5 separate regions of the Mus musculus genome follow, and all the other regions are linked to region 1. Evidence: chromatin contacts called from public HiChIP or PLAC-seq, Micro-C and promoter capture Hi-C data. All regions are on one chromosome and are shown on one strand. Each heading gives the region's core, a stretch centred on a gene start, on an enhancer-like site or on the middle of the called end of the contact. The rest is flanking DNA. Distances are from core to core; before and after follow the strand shown.

What was found. Promoter capture Hi-C pulls out the DNA fragments that hold promoters and counts their contacts. A called contact is a pair of places that touch in the nucleus more often than the background predicts. HiChIP or PLAC-seq counts read pairs in DNA pulled down with a chosen protein or histone mark.
Region 2: a promoter capture Hi-C map of second pharyngeal arch cranial neural crest shows a contact between it and region 1. The contact joins the promoter of Ndufs5 here to the promoter of Bmp8a in region 1. A contact is called at or near these places in 14 of 39 promoter capture datasets (the HPC-7 cell line, cranial neural crest, embryonic stem cells and 8 more), 1 of 15 datasets of contacts at CTCF or cohesin (the NIH/3T3 cell line), 2 of 484 Hi-C or Micro-C datasets (both in embryonic stem cells), 4 of 115 datasets of contacts at active chromatin or transcription factors (embryonic stem cells and memory CD8 T cells) and 4 of 9 other capture datasets (adipose tissue, embryonic stem cells, liver and 1 more).
Region 3: a contact with region 1 is called in a Micro-C map of embryonic stem cells, with 1.8 times the contacts expected there. The contact joins the enhancer-like site here to the promoter of Bmp8a in region 1. A contact is called at or near these places in 9 of 39 promoter capture datasets (the 3T3-L1 cell line, the C10 cell line, the HPC-7 cell line and 6 more), 1 of 484 Hi-C or Micro-C datasets (embryonic stem cells), 10 of 115 datasets of contacts at active chromatin or transcription factors (embryonic forebrain, embryonic hindbrain, embryonic limb bud and 6 more) and 2 of 9 other capture datasets (adipose tissue and liver).
Region 4: a Micro-C map of embryonic stem cells shows a contact between it and region 1, with 5 times the contacts expected there. The contact joins the enhancer-like site here to the promoter of Bmp8a in region 1. A contact is called at or near these places in 6 of 39 promoter capture datasets (the C10 cell line, the HPC-7 cell line, cranial neural crest and 3 more), 1 of 484 Hi-C or Micro-C datasets (embryonic stem cells) and 2 of 9 other capture datasets (adipose tissue and liver).
Region 5: a contact with region 1 is called in an H3K4me3 HiChIP or PLAC-seq map of embryonic stem cells, with 10 times the contacts expected there. The contact joins the promoter of Akirin1 here to the promoter of Bmp8a in region 1. A contact is called at or near these places in 10 of 39 promoter capture datasets (the 3T3-L1 cell line, the HPC-7 cell line, cranial neural crest and 4 more), 1 of 484 Hi-C or Micro-C datasets (embryonic stem cells), 12 of 115 datasets of contacts at active chromatin or transcription factors (bone marrow-derived macrophages, embryonic stem cells, epiblast stem cells and 2 more) and 2 of 9 other capture datasets (embryonic stem cells and liver).

What each region holds. Positions count from the first base shown.
Region 1 is chr4:123,341,942-123,344,641 of GRCm38.p6, reverse strand. Bmp8a (bone morphogenetic protein 8a) reads left to right here and starts at 1,390. Exons shown (of 7, transcript NM_007558.3): 1 at 1,390-2,258. The coding sequence starts at 1,934.
Region 2 is chr4:123,716,866-123,719,565 of GRCm38.p6, reverse strand. It overlaps Ndufs5 (NADH:ubiquinone oxidoreductase core subunit S5), which reads left to right and starts at 1,380. Exons shown (of 3, transcript NM_001030274.1): 1 at 1,380-1,453.
Region 3 is chr4:123,668,472-123,671,171 of GRCm38.p6, reverse strand. The region is part of intron 1 of Macf1 (microtubule-actin crosslinking factor 1); the gene reads left to right. Gm12925 (predicted gene 12925) reads right to left here. Exons shown (of 4, transcript NR_136925.1): 3 at 2,457-2,548; 4 at 1-253. Among named protein-coding and RNA genes, the nearest start is that of Gm12925, 3.9 kb to the right of the region's middle. Within about 2 kb of position 1,296, at least 39 of the 459 cell types and tissues checked have an H3K27ac peak or open chromatin away from gene starts, as enhancers often do. A contact at or near this core is called in embryonic stem cells and hippocampal neurons, where this site is marked.
Region 4 is chr4:123,623,346-123,626,045 of GRCm38.p6, reverse strand. The region is part of intron 1 of Macf1 (microtubule-actin crosslinking factor 1); the gene reads left to right. Among named protein-coding and RNA genes, the nearest start is that of Mir6398, 8.3 kb to the right of the region's middle. Within about 2 kb of position 1,400, at least 96 of the 459 cell types and tissues checked have an H3K27ac peak or open chromatin away from gene starts, as enhancers often do. A contact at or near this core is called in adipose tissue and embryonic stem cells, where this site is marked.
Region 5 is chr4:123,748,875-123,751,574 of GRCm38.p6, reverse strand. Akirin1 (akirin 1) reads left to right here and starts at 1,276. Exons shown (of 5, transcript NM_023423.3): 1 at 1,276-1,627. The coding sequence starts at 1,411.

The DNA.
Region 1 (2,700 bases), core at 141-2,640:
CCCCTTCCTGGGGTGTCTGAAGACAGCTACAGTATACTTAAATACAATAAATAAATAAATCTTTAAAAAAAGAGAGAGAGAGAGCAGAGTTGGCCAGAGCAAGAGGGGTTGACCAGAGCAAGTAGAGGTCCTAAAAATTCAATTCCAAACAACCACATGAAGGCTGACCTGAGGTAAAGTGCTTAGCACTCAGGTTTCCCGGTTTTTTGTTTGTTTGTTTGTTTGTTTTGTTTTGTTTTAAGCCTTTGTGGGGCACAGTAGCACATGCCATAATCCCAGAGGCAGGGATAGGCAGGCATATCTATGAGTTTGAGGCCAGCCTGTTCTATAGGTCAAGTTCCAGGTCCGCCAATGCTACATTGTGAGAACCTACCTCAGAGCGGGGCAGGGCTGGTATAGAAATCTGGAGAAGACATTCAGAAATAGCACCTCCCAAGGGGAAGGAAAAAAACAAGCTATCGGTCTTAGACCTCAAGTGGCTGAAGGACAGAATGTATTCGGTGTCTACTGTATCTTTACATCCTTCAGTGATGTTACCGATATGGACCAGAGGTGCAAGGAGCTGGGCGCCATTGCCCTCGTATCAAACTCCAGACCGCAGGTGGAAACAGATCCAAGACCCCCTGGATCTGGAGCCCAGTCAACCCTCAGCGCTCTTGTTTGTTCAGGAATGTGAAGATTAGGCAGGTTGAGGTTGTCACTCCCATCCCGTGTGACAGAACTTGAAGGAAGGGGGATCATCGTGATCTGTGAACAGAATTTCTCAAAAATTATTTTGTTAATAAATTGCTTTGTGTAAGCTAAGAAAGAAAGAGAGGGGTAAAAAAAGGAAGAAGAAAAGGAAAAGAGGCAGCTGTGTGCCTATAGTGGCTTGTAAACACTAATAGGTCTGAAAGCCCTGTTACCTGTCATTATGACACTCCCAGTCTTGACACAGCCAGTCCCTCTGCTGGGTGCTTTCCTCCTACTGACTTCCGTCTTTCCTGTTCTATTCCTTCCAGCCTCCCGGAGCTCTTTCGCTGCTCCACTTGAGCCACACCAACACCTTTATGGTCTGTATCAGTGCTGTGGCAGCCGCCTTGGGAGGCCGGAGTGCATAAAGGGGCGGAACCAGTCAGGGAGTTTTTGCAAGGTCTCTTTCTTGCAAGCCCCTGGGGAGTTGTCACAAATGAGATAAGCGAAGGTGACCCTACTTCAGGAGGCTCAGAGCCCTATCCTGGGTTGGATCTACAAAGGGAACCGCTGGGTGAAGAAGAAGTCTGGAGCGGAGGAGTAGCGGGGGCTGGGCCCTGGTTCCTGCTGGCAACGGAATGTGTGCCCCACCCTCGCTGCACTGCTGGCACCCGCCCCGCCCCGACGGCCGGAACTAGGGGCGCATGCAGAGACTTCCAGAGCAGAAGGTGAGACACTACGGGTCCTACCGCTGCTCCGGGACTCAGGATCCCACCCTGGTGCCTGCTTCAGAGGCCCCAATGTCTCCTCGTGTAGCCAGGTATGAGCCCCGGAAGCTGGATGGGGACCCAAGACACCCTTAAAGGCCTCTCTTCAGCCCGTTCGTTCCCACCTACGGGTGCACCAGGCGGCTCCCACCACTTCGCGCACAAGTAGTAGTGCGACCATCCCCAGGCGTCTTTCCGCACTCGGACCCGCCCCCGTGATCCCATTGGCTGGTCGGGGAAGGGGCGGGGCCGAGGAAGAGCGCTCGGCGGTCTGAGCTGCCACCAAAGTCCTCCTGCGGACACTCGCAAGTCAGCGCCGTGAGAGCCCACGTTGCTCTGAGGGACCTACCGACGCGGCGATCGCCTGCCGAGTGCGTGGTGAGCAGCTGCTGTAAAGCTGCCAGCGACAGGTGCGCCGTCTGGTCCTCCCCGTCTGGGCGTAGCGCCCGAGCCCGACCAGCTACCAGTGGATGCGCGCCGGCTGAAAGTCCGAGATGGCTATGCGTCCCGGGCCACTCTGGCTATTGGGCCTTGCTCTGTGCGCGCTGGGAGGCGGCCACGGTCCGCGTCCCCCGCACACCTGTCCCCAGCGTCGCCTGGGAGCGCGCGAGCGCCGCGACATGCAGCGTGAAATCCTGGCGGTGCTCGGGCTACCGGGACGGCCCCGACCCCGTGCACAACCCGCCGCTGCCCGGCAGCCAGCGTCCGCGCCCCTCTTCATGTTGGACCTATACCACGCCATGACCGATGACGACGACGGCGGGCCACCACAGGCTCACTTAGGCCGTGCCGACCTGGTCATGAGCTTCGTCAACATGGGTGAGTGCAGGGCGTCAGGGATCCGGATGGGGCGGTAGGTGGAGGAGAGGGTGGCCGCCTGTCGGGGGATGATGCCCTCGGGTAATACAAGGCCCCTGGGACAGGGAGCCATGGTTCAGTAAAACCACAGGGAGGGGCGACTGCAGGAGATCAGGATTGGAAGGTCCGTTTTTTGCGCCTGTGCCCAGGGTCTTTGCCCCACTAAGGCACCCAGGAGTTGGGATCTGGAGATGTCCAGGTCCCCTAGGTAGCATCGGAAAACAGTCCTGGGTATACTGATGAGTAACCAGACCGTGATGCTGTCACTGTGATAAACGCAGCCCTGAAGAGAGGGAGGGACAAAGTTCAGTGTGGAAACCTGTGGTCATATCAAAATGACCAGAGCTGACCCTCACGCCCGGACAGCGGGCTCTTTCTGTGGGTGACTGGGTGGGGTGCAGTG
Region 2 (2,700 bases), core at 131-2,630, 370 kb before region 1:
TTGACTGGACACAGGCTGAGTGCTCAGAAAACTTTAATTGAACTGAAACCAGTTTCATATGGGACATCCAGCCGATGGAAGGGGGTGAGTGGAGCAAGTTGGAGTGATTGAATGAAATTAATAAATTGTGGACTCTCTTACTAGGGTTTCTATTGCTGTAAAAAGACTTGTGACCATGGCAACCATTTAATTGGGGCTGGCTTACAGTTTCAGAGGTTAGTCCACTATCATCATGGCAGGAAGCATGGCAGCATGCAGGAAGGCATGGTGTTGGAGAAGGAACTGAGATTTCTACATCTTGATCAACAGGCAGCAAAAGGAGACTAATCCACACTAGGCTTGACTTGAGCATAGGAGACCTCAAATCCCTCCCCAAAAGTGACACACTTTCTCCAACAAAGCCACACATACTCTCACAAGGCCACCCTTCCTAATAGTGCCACTGCCTATGAGGCAAGCATTCACACACGTGAATCTATGGGGGCCATTCCTATTGAACCCACCACATGGACTTCGGGAATTTTCTCCAGAAACTGTTCATTCGCAGGCACAGCATCTGTCTTATAGGCCAGGCCAGCCTTGAACTCAAGAGGATACATCCTCCTGTCTCAGCTTTCTGATTGCTTTGGTGCAAATGTCAGCTAATACATCAAAGAACGTTTTCATCATGTCACAGTATAAAGAAGTCCCTATAGTAACTCTATAGCTGTTTGTTTGTAACAAGATCTCACTATGTAGCCTTAGTTGGCCTAGAACTCATAGACATCCACCTGTTTCCGTTTCTTAATTTCTGTGATTTAAAGGCCTGAGCCACCACGTTAGGCACTATTATCTTTCTTTTAAGATTTACTTTATGTGCGAGAGTTTTGTCTTCATGTATGTGCACCATGTGTGTGCTCCTGGTATTGCTGAGGTTAGAAGAACTATGTTGGGTCCCCTGAATCTAGAGTTAAACCGAGGACCTCTCCCAGATCAACAAATGCTCTTAACCTCTGAGCTGTCTCTCCAGCCCGGCTATTATGTTTATTACCAAAAAGGGAAACTGCCACCGTGAAACTGGGAAACAGTCACACAAGTTTTGGGGTCACGGCACACGAGCTTTAATCACCACATTTCCTTGGGGTGAGGGAAGCACTACTCTTTCTCGAGTGTGACCTTGCTCAAGTAGCACAACAATCAACGGTCACGACAGTGCTGAAAGGGAGAACTCACTACCGGGCGCAGTAGTATGGGGAAAGTCGGTTTATCAGCTGTCAGCGTCTGGAGGCTGGGCTGCTTGCTGCGCAGGCGCAGACCCGCTGTGCTTGGTTTCTACAGTTCCTCGGCCGGTGGTTGATTTACGGCGTCGCTCTGGAGATGTCGTGCTGCGGGCGTCCTTTACGGCAGGCGTCTGCGTCCTCCCGCAGCCGGCGGTCGGGAATTGCACCAGGGACCTGACAAGGGCACTGCAGAGGTGCGGTAGGCGCTGCTGTGTCCGCACAGCCAAGAAGTTTCGTTCAGGATTAGCTCCTTGACACATTTCCTCTCTCTGTGGGTGGCCCAGGTCTGGGCGTGTCCTCCTGCCTTCCCTTCACCCCGTAACTAGGTCGTCACCCCCACCCCCGGCCCTCCGGAGCAAATCCACCGTCTGCCGGACTCCTGCCTTGGCCTCCTTCCTACCCTGACATCCCGCTCCTTTTTGTTTTTGTTTTGAGACAGGGTTTCTCTGTGTAGGCTGGAATTCACTCTGTAGACCAAGCTGGCCTTGAACTCACAGAGAAGCATCTGCCTCTGTCTTCCAAGTGTTGAGATTAAAGGCGTGCACCACATCCTGATTTTGGTCCCCAGAGCCCTCTACTTTCTTCCTGTTGTGCACTTGGCTCAGCAGCCGCTCCAGAGCCTCTGTCCGTCCTCATTGTCATAACTTCTGTTGTCTATGTTTGTGTGTGTGTGTGTGTGTGTGTGTGTGTGTGTGTGTGTGTGTGTGAGAGAGAGAGAGAGAGAGAGAGAGAGAGAGAGAGAGAGAGAGAGCGAGAGAGAGAGCGATGTAGATCCTCCTCTGGGACTTTTTCTATTCTCCCAATGGCTTCCTCCCCCGAATTCTTACTCAGGTTCCCAGTGTGGGTCTCCAGTGCTTATGATGAGCCGTTTCCCCCATTTGCCTCTGACATACACAGTAAATGACTAAAAGAATGGGAGGGAGCTTTATAAATTAAATTCACCTAAATGTCCGCGTACAGGATGGTTTTGATGTGGGTGCTGCGCTTGCTTTCCATTCTTAAGCACATTTGTCGTTTGGGATTATTTTGTTCTATGTCAACTTTACTATGTATTTTCCATATGTTCTTTTTGCTTAATGTATGTCATATTCTACTGAGCACCAGAATCTATCCACTGCTTTATAGTTGTACGTGTAAGTTGTTTGAGATTTCCTGATTTTTTTTATTTTTTTACAAAATTTTAATTTGACTTGTTCATTTATTTTTAGCAGTTAACTAGCATCTGCTCGATTTTGCTCTCAAAACAAAAGCAGTAGGAAAAACATAGAAGTAAATAGACTGTTACAGTAATGGACGAAGTACTTTTGGGGGGGGGGGTTCGAGACAGGGTTTCTCTGTGTAGCCCTGGCTGTCCTGGAACTCACTTTGTAGACCAGGCTGGCCTCGAACTCAGAGATCTGCCTGCCTCTGTCTCCCAAGTGCTGGGATTAAAGTCATGTGC
Region 3 (2,700 bases), core at 47-2,546, 330 kb before region 1:
AGAGTTCAGGACCTCGCCTGAGGTCTCTCAGCCAGCAAGGGGCCAAACTGGGAAGGATTCTAGCTCTGCCTAAGGCAACTACTGCCTTTACAGTGCTTAGTAAGATAATGACCAGAAACATGTGTGTAGCACTTCATGGTTCACGAGTGTCTTCACATCCTTTCTATGCACTCTGTGAAGACAGGCCTGGGTGGCTGAGGCATTCCACACTTCTTTGGGACAGCTTCTTGTTGAGGGTCCTTCCTCTTGTTCTCTGGAGGGAGGATGGGAGATGGCAGTGACTCTGAGAAGTCAGAGAAGGCCTAGGGAGAGGCTAAGAAGGTGAGACTTGGCCAGTTGCTATGGTTACCCAGCCATCTGGGTAACCATTTTGAGGGTTGCTATGGTGATGGGCTGCTGGGTGGCAGGGAACCTTCTTCCTGGGTGGCTGGCACCATCCAGGCTTTTGAGATGAGGGATATTGCACTTTTATAGCAGAAGAGGATAGCACAAGAGGCAGGCAAAGTCTAGCTGCCCTGAGGAGACTAAGGGACTTAGGGTAAAACTTAGGTTTCCAAGGCAGAAAGCAACTTTGTCTAGGACTGGCCAAAGGGGGAGGGACTGACCTAGAGGTGGGACTCCTAAGACTGAGACTAGAACCTGGCCGTTTGCTTCCAACCAAATGATCAATCTGAGCAGTCCCTGCTGCTCCTGCTACCAATTTCTACAGGGGAATGTAAAAGACACACCATGTAAGACACAGCAGATAGTGCCATAAAGAGGAATAGAGTACACACACACACACACACACACACACACTCACACACATCACACCTTACTAGCAGATGTATTTATAGAGCATCAGTTCACACACAGAAAATAGAGCTGCTTAAGCCAAGTTGATGAAGTGTTGGAAGGAAGTCTCCTAGAGGTTGAGGAGGGGACGGGGACAGGATTTCGCACTTCCCTCTTTCTGAATATGAAGTAGCTCCAGTTCTTGACCACTGAGTAAATACTGTCTGCTTGTTTGTTTGCTTGCTTGGTTTGTTTTGTTTTGTGAGATGGCGTCTAACTATGTAACTCTGGCTGTCTTGGAACTATGTAGACCAGGCTGGCACACTGAGAGTGCCTCAGGAGTGCTGGTATTAAAGGCATGTACCATGACACCCAGCTCCTGAACTAACAAGGTTCTCCATGTAACAGCCTTGGCTGTCCTGGAACTCGATTTGTATACCAGGCTGGTTTCAAACTTACGGAGACCCACGTGCCTCTGGATTACACGCTGGGCTTACAGGCCTGCTTGACTCCCACTCAGCTAAAAGGTGGGGTTGTTAAAAAGAGCTGCCTGGGCCAGTTAAAACCGGCTTCATGCGCTGCCAGGAGTTTCCCTCTAGGCTTTCAGGAGTTGGAGATGCAGGGAGTGGATTTTTTAGGCAAAGGATTAGAGTTTGGTTCTGGGGAAAATGCTGCCCACAAAGTATGAGGCCATGAGAAATAAATATACTATTTGTGTGAGTGTGTGTGTCTGCTTGAGCTGGGACTGAATGAAGCTCTCTGCATGCTAAGGACGTACTCTACCACTGAGCTACAACCCAGCCCAAAGTTTTTAAATACTGTAGCCTAGTCAAAAGCCACAGACAGCTCAGTATTTTAAGATCGTCTGTCTCATTCACTCATTTATTTTGTAGTCGATCAAAATTTTAAACATTCAAGAGTGTCCTAAATATACAGTGTTGTTTGCCATATGCTGAGGACCTCAGGCACCCTCACATACAAAAGCCCCAGGGCTTACCGAGCTAATGCTATAGGAAGGCTGAAAGACAAGCTGGTCAGAGCTAGAGAGATGGATCAGTGGCTAAGAGCACTGGCTGCTTTTGCAGAGGACCCAATTCAATTCCCAGCATGCACGTGGTGTCTCACAATCATCTGCATTGCCAGTTTCAGGGGATTCAAAGCTCTCTTCGGATTTCTGTAGGCACTATTTTGTACACATACATCCATGCAGACAAAACATTCCTGCATATAAAATTAAAACAAAAAAAACTACTTAAAAAAAAAAAAAAGGCAAGCTGGCAGTGCATGCCTGTAACTGAGGCTGAGGCAAAAGGACCTCAGGGTCAAGAGCAGCTTTTGGAAACTTTCAAAGGAAGAAGTGAGAAAGACCCTGCCTCAAAGAAACAAGAATAAGGGTTGATGAAGAGAACCAGTGCTCACACCTTGTCACCTCCTCTCCGTGCCTATGCCTTGGCATTCATACACATCAAAATGCATGAAAAAGAAATAAAAATGTAATATGGAAGAAAGAAAAGAGGCAGTGTGGTGGCACAGGCTTGTAGTCTCAGGCACCCAGGAGGCTCGTAAATGAATTATCCTTAAGCAGAGAGGCTAACAGGGGAATTGCAAGTTCAAAGCTGGCCTGGGCAATTTAGAGAGATACTGTCCCACAATAAAAGGCGGCTGGGTATGGTGTTGAATACCTTTAATACCAGTATCCAGGAGTCAGAGGCAGGTGATCTCTGTTAGTTCCAGGCCAGCCTGGTCTACATTGAGAGTTCCAGGGAAGCCACTGCTGCAAAACAAACAAACAAACACATTTTAAAAAAGAAAAAAAAAAAAGCCGGGTGTGGTGGCGCACGCCTTTAATCCCAGCACTCGGGAGGCAGAGGCAGGTGGATCTCTGAGTTGGAGGCCAGCCTGGTCTACAAAGTGAGTTCCAGGACA
Region 4 (2,700 bases), core at 151-2,650, 280 kb before region 1:
CTAGGGTCACACACTGCTGGGTAGGTACTCTGTCACTGAGCCATATTCCTATATCCTTACCCCCTTAAACTATTTATTTATTTATTTAAAGACAGAATCTCATCGTGTACCCCTGGCTGGCCTGGAACTTGCTATGTGGCCAAGGCAGGCCTTGACTTTGTAATCTTCCTGTGCCAGCCTCCTAAGTAGTGGTTGATTACAGTCCAGGCCACTAGGCAGCTGATGATAGTGTTGCTTTTAGTTTCCATTTTTAGCTCCATTTCATACTTGATGAAATAGAAGATCAGAAAGACATAGTGACATGCCCAAAGATACACAGCTGACTGGCAGCAGATCTACATACCATTTACATGGACTCTTAACCATTCTGCTGTGGTCAGTTGCTCAGGAGGCTTTTGCATTAACTTCTTCCTAGACTCTTCTTTGGTATTGGGTGTGGCTCAAATACAGACAAGCCAAAGCGGTGTAATGTGTGACTCCGCCCCTGTTGCTCTTCACCTTGAACCAGCATCAGAACTACCTGGAGGGCTTGTTAAAAAGATTGCTGGGTCCCACCCTGGTTCTGGCTCATTGTGCACCGAATCACGGGTGGGGCTTGAGAATTTGCGTCTGTTTTGAGTTTCCAGAGTTGCTGGTGCTGCTAATTGGGGACCACTGCTGTAGAGTACTGAGCTTAAGATGGGGACCACTGCTGTAGAGTACTGACCTTAAGATGAGGCAGCCAATGGTATAGAGGGTTGCTGAGGTTAGATGGGAGTCAGGCTGTCCAGGTTGGAGTCTCGGCCTTGCTACTTACTAACTGCACTTGGGCAAATACTTGAGTATTCATGTACTTTGGTGTTCATCTGTAGAATGTTTTGCTGATAGTATCTACATTGTAGGATTCTTAAGATCGAATGAAATAGTATGTGTAAAGTGCTTGAAGTATGGGACCTTTCTTTCCTACAACAGTGATGAGATATGTTCTTTGTTTTGTAAACTTTAGGGTCTAGTTCTTAGACTAATAAGGAGTAAAACTGTGAATCCAGGTGTCAGATGGTACAATTCTGACTGGTCAGGTGTGCAGTGGAGCACCAGGAAGGCAGTGAGACGAGGAGGAGGAGGAGGAGGAGAAGGGGTGAGTGGGGCTAGAGATGCTGGCATGCGGGAGCTGAGAAAGGTGGGGTTGTCAGTGGTTTGAGTTTTACTATCAGAGAAATTCCAAGAAAGCAAGGTGCCGGCACACAGTTTGTCAGAGAGATAACTTTCTCTTCCTCTCAGCAGATTTAGCTCTGGTATCTGGTTTTAAGGTGGCTGGCAGCGTTCGCTTCTTTTGGAGAACAATGGCTAAGGAAATGGTTTGCTGCTAGCTTCTGGGGCTGGCTCAGCAAGCGGCCTTTATCCTCCACAGCTGCTGCACATACTTTTGATTCTTGCTGAGAAAGGCAGTTGTTAGGTTTGGAAGTTTTCAGATTCCAGAGCCAGCTGGACAGCTGACCTTCTGGTAGCTGTTTCCCAGACTGCCATCTCTCTGTCGCCTCTTCTGGGTCCCCCTTTTTTGACTTTGGAAAGATGATCTATATTTAGTGAGTAAGACAGTTAGAAGGTTAGGGGAGACCATGGATGGGTATTTGAGCCTAGGACAAGATGTATCCTGTACCCAGACTTTAACCCTTTCATCCTCAAATGACCACTTAAAGTGCTTAGGAATGTACCTCTAGCTCATGGCAGTGTTTATTTTTGGATGCCCTGAATAAAATATTTGGGGGGAAGAAGTAGGAAGATGTTCATGTCACTCCATTTATGGCCAAGCAATGCTAGGTATTCTACAGAAGGAGCCATAGAAACAGGGATGGAAAGAACTCTGCATTGTGACTGTTCACCTTTCACTCAGAGATGATTAGGGATACCTTGTGAGGCACCAGAGCAGAGCAAGTATTTCTTAGACTCACATGAGCACCAGCTGCTTTTTCTGGGCATCATCTTCTCTCCCAGGCTGCTGAGTCACCACCTAGGAATGGCTCGGAATGGCAGTAGCCAGGTTGCCACCTGGAGCACCTGGAGAGTTCTTGGCATACTGCACTGTTGGTTTTGGTCTCCTAGACACAGATCGGGCCTCTTCAGCTCTTCGAATCATGGGCTGAGACTTAGCTCTCCTTCCAGCTTGTTCCAGGAGGCACTGACCTACTTTTCAGGGACAATTAAGTGTTTGTGAGCATTGGAAGGCGGTGGCCAAAGCGAAGGTTGAACTAGAGTTACATTAAACAAACATTGGGAGTTTCTTTTTCCATCACACACACCAGGGCCTGTCTCCATTCAAATGGAAAGGCAGGCTAGGCTGATGGGGGCCAGATTCCAGGTGCTTATCTAGATGGCCACCCAACTCTTGAATTCTTGTCTTGTCAGTACACTTTAATATTAGAAGTTTCCTTTTGAAATCACACACTCATTGTCTTTTTAGAACAAGGTTAAGAAGCTAGTGAATTGGCTATTAAGAGACAAAAGTACTTTTAGGTGACACCGTCTGGTTTATTTGTAGCATCAGTGAGATGATGCAAGCCTCTTCTCTCCGTACAGGACTAGAAGAATAAGCTAGCTAGGAACCTGGATCTTAGGGAATAAGTAAATCGTTTCTGTAGACTTGACTTTCCTTATAAGGCAAGAGATTAAGAACTAATAAATGAATAAGCAAGCTTTCAATAAATAAATTAGAAAACTCAA
Region 5 (2,700 bases), core at 27-2,526, 410 kb before region 1:
GGGTAATGTGCCTAGGGAGGCTTGAATCCCAATATGGCAAAACAAACAGAAAACCAGCAATTTGGTATGCTGTGCTGTCTTATATTTTACAGAAATAAATGTGAAAGTATATGACCTATGTTATGATCTTTAAAGAGTTTGTAGAAACGGAAGAGGACTCAGAGAAAAGCAACCAAAACGAACAGGAGGAGAAGGAAGAAGAGGCGGAGAAGGAGGAGGAAGATTGGAGATAGTATGCCTTTATTGTCTAACCCCAAGTGTGTTGAAGTACTGTGACAGCCATCTTGGCAATTAGAAATGAGTATCTAAAATTTGGACTGTTCTAGAAAAATCTGTTACAGAGATAATGTTAAAGCCAGATTACAGGAATCACAGCCACTAATATACAAATAATTACAGAAAGGCTTTGAATGTGGAGGTGTTGTTCTGATGACTCTATTGATGTATTTGAAAGCACTGGAGTTACTCCCCAGGAAAATTACAACCAGAGTTCCCTAAAGCAGAACCTCCCTGTTTTCTATTCATTTGCTGAATATCAAAAGCATTTTCCAGCCAACAGTACGGCAGAGAATCTCGATTGACCCGAGGAAGAACCAGTCTGAGTTGCCAAGTCGGATGAGGAAGCCAACTGCCAAATCAGCTATCAGGGGAAGTTCCTAACACCCTGGTATCACTTGGTTAGACAGTTTAAGCCAGTGAGTTTTCTGGTAGGATTGTTTTTTGTTTTTTTTTTTTTCCTTTTAATCCTTTTTTGCGTAACACATATCCATTTAGTGATCCGATTAATGGCCGGGTCATCTATCCCCAAAATACATTCATTTGTAACACACCTCCCCTTCCAATTTTGCCCATGATTGCACAGGGTTCGTGGATTAAATAAAGTCTATCCTTAGATAACCCGGTTATGTTTGTGAAGATTTCCTGGGACTCAAGACAAAATCCTTTGATAACCCTTTAGAATCACCTCTTTTATCGGTCACGCGGCCAAGGGAACCCCGGTCTCCCAGGGTCTCTCCCATCCCCCGCCCCCGAGGCCCCTGCCGCGCAGGTGCGAAAGACCTCCCAGGCCACTCCGGCAGAGAGCGTGAAGGGGGGGGCCCTGGGAGGGGCGGGGGCGGGGGTGTTGCTAGGCGACCACGCTCTCCGCCCAGACCGGCCTACTTCTTCCGCAGGGGGCGCCATGGGCCGAGCCCAGGCTCGCGGGCCTCCCGGATCGGCCCTTTTCCGACTTCTTCCCCTCTGCCGGGCGGTGGCGCACGCCCGTGACGTCACAGGAGGCGGGGCCAGCGCGGCTGCCGGGTGCCGGAGGCGCCATTGGAGCCGGCTTGGCTTGGGAGCCGTAGCTGAAGAGTTGGATCCAGGGCAGTCCTTGCTGCCGCGTCTGCGTCTGGTCTCTGGCCCTTCCGCGGGATGGCGTGCGGGGCGACACTGAAGCGGCCCATGGAGTTCGAGGCGGCGCTGCTGAGCCCCGGTTCCCCGAAGCGGCGACGCTGCGCCCCTCTGCCCGGCCCCACTCCGGGCCTCAGGCCCCCGGACGCCGAGCCGCCGCCGCTTCAGATGCAGACGCCGCCGGCGAGCCTCCAGCAGCCTGCCCCACCCGGCAGCGAGCGTCGTCTTCCAACTCCCGGTAACCTGCGCTGCTGCTGCGGACTTGGCAGGAAGCCAGGCCCGGGCGTGGGGGGCGGGGAGGGTGCGGGGGTCGTGGACACCGGCCGAGATCACCTCCGCACCCCATATCGGCCTTGGGAGAAAAAGGAACTGGGGTGCTGCTGGGCCCGGTTGCTTCCGGGGACGAGAGACATCCGGGAAGGGCAGTGACCCCACAGTGTCGGTTTTCGGGTTTCCTGGAGCTGGAGAGTCTGAGGGGTGGGCACCAAAATGAGGTGGGGATACCCCAGACCGCCGAAGGCTCTTGGTGTCCCTGAAGCCCCTCCTGCCTCCGCTTGTGCGGAACCTCCCGGGAGATCCAGTGGGCCATGGAAAATTGGATTCTGCTCACGAACCCAGCCATGAGTGGGGCGGGAGACGGATAGAGGGGAAGGGGCGTGAGCGTATGTAGCGCCGCAAGGTGCTTTTAGGAAGACTTGATTTCTAGAATTCTTTAGGGAGCAGAAGCCATGGAATGCAATTTCAACCAGACTATTTCTTAAGAGACGGACTGACCTTGTTTTATCGTGTGGCTATTGTCTTGTTTCGGGTATGGCTTGAAGTGGGTAGTTGGTTGGCTAGTATTTGAGAATCCTTAAGTATACAGAGATTCTGTACTCAAAATTCAAATATCTAATACAGTGACTCGACTTGAGTAAGGCACTTCGTTTTAGACAAGGCAAAAAGAAGGACTCATGGGGCAGTAAAGATGCCTATCATATTGCAGTAGGAGGAGGGAACGCGCTTCAGCACCCATATTCAGCAAATTAGAGGGATCCCAGAAATAATCCCTCAAAAGTGGATTTGGCCAAGTTGTTTCTTTGTTTTCTTCTTATTGTTGTTCCTCAAGCATTAGGAAAACCTGCAGTCCCTTTAAATCATTTTTCCCCCTTACATCTTGCAGTCTCTAGTGCCTCTAGTTTTCATTTCCTCCTTCCTGTGCTTAGCCCCTCAAGGATACTGCTGCCACCAGCAGTCCTCTCGAGCTTTACCTGTGTTCACGTCGTCGTATCATCCATTTCCTTTAACTGTGGCTCTGCTCTTTCCACTAGA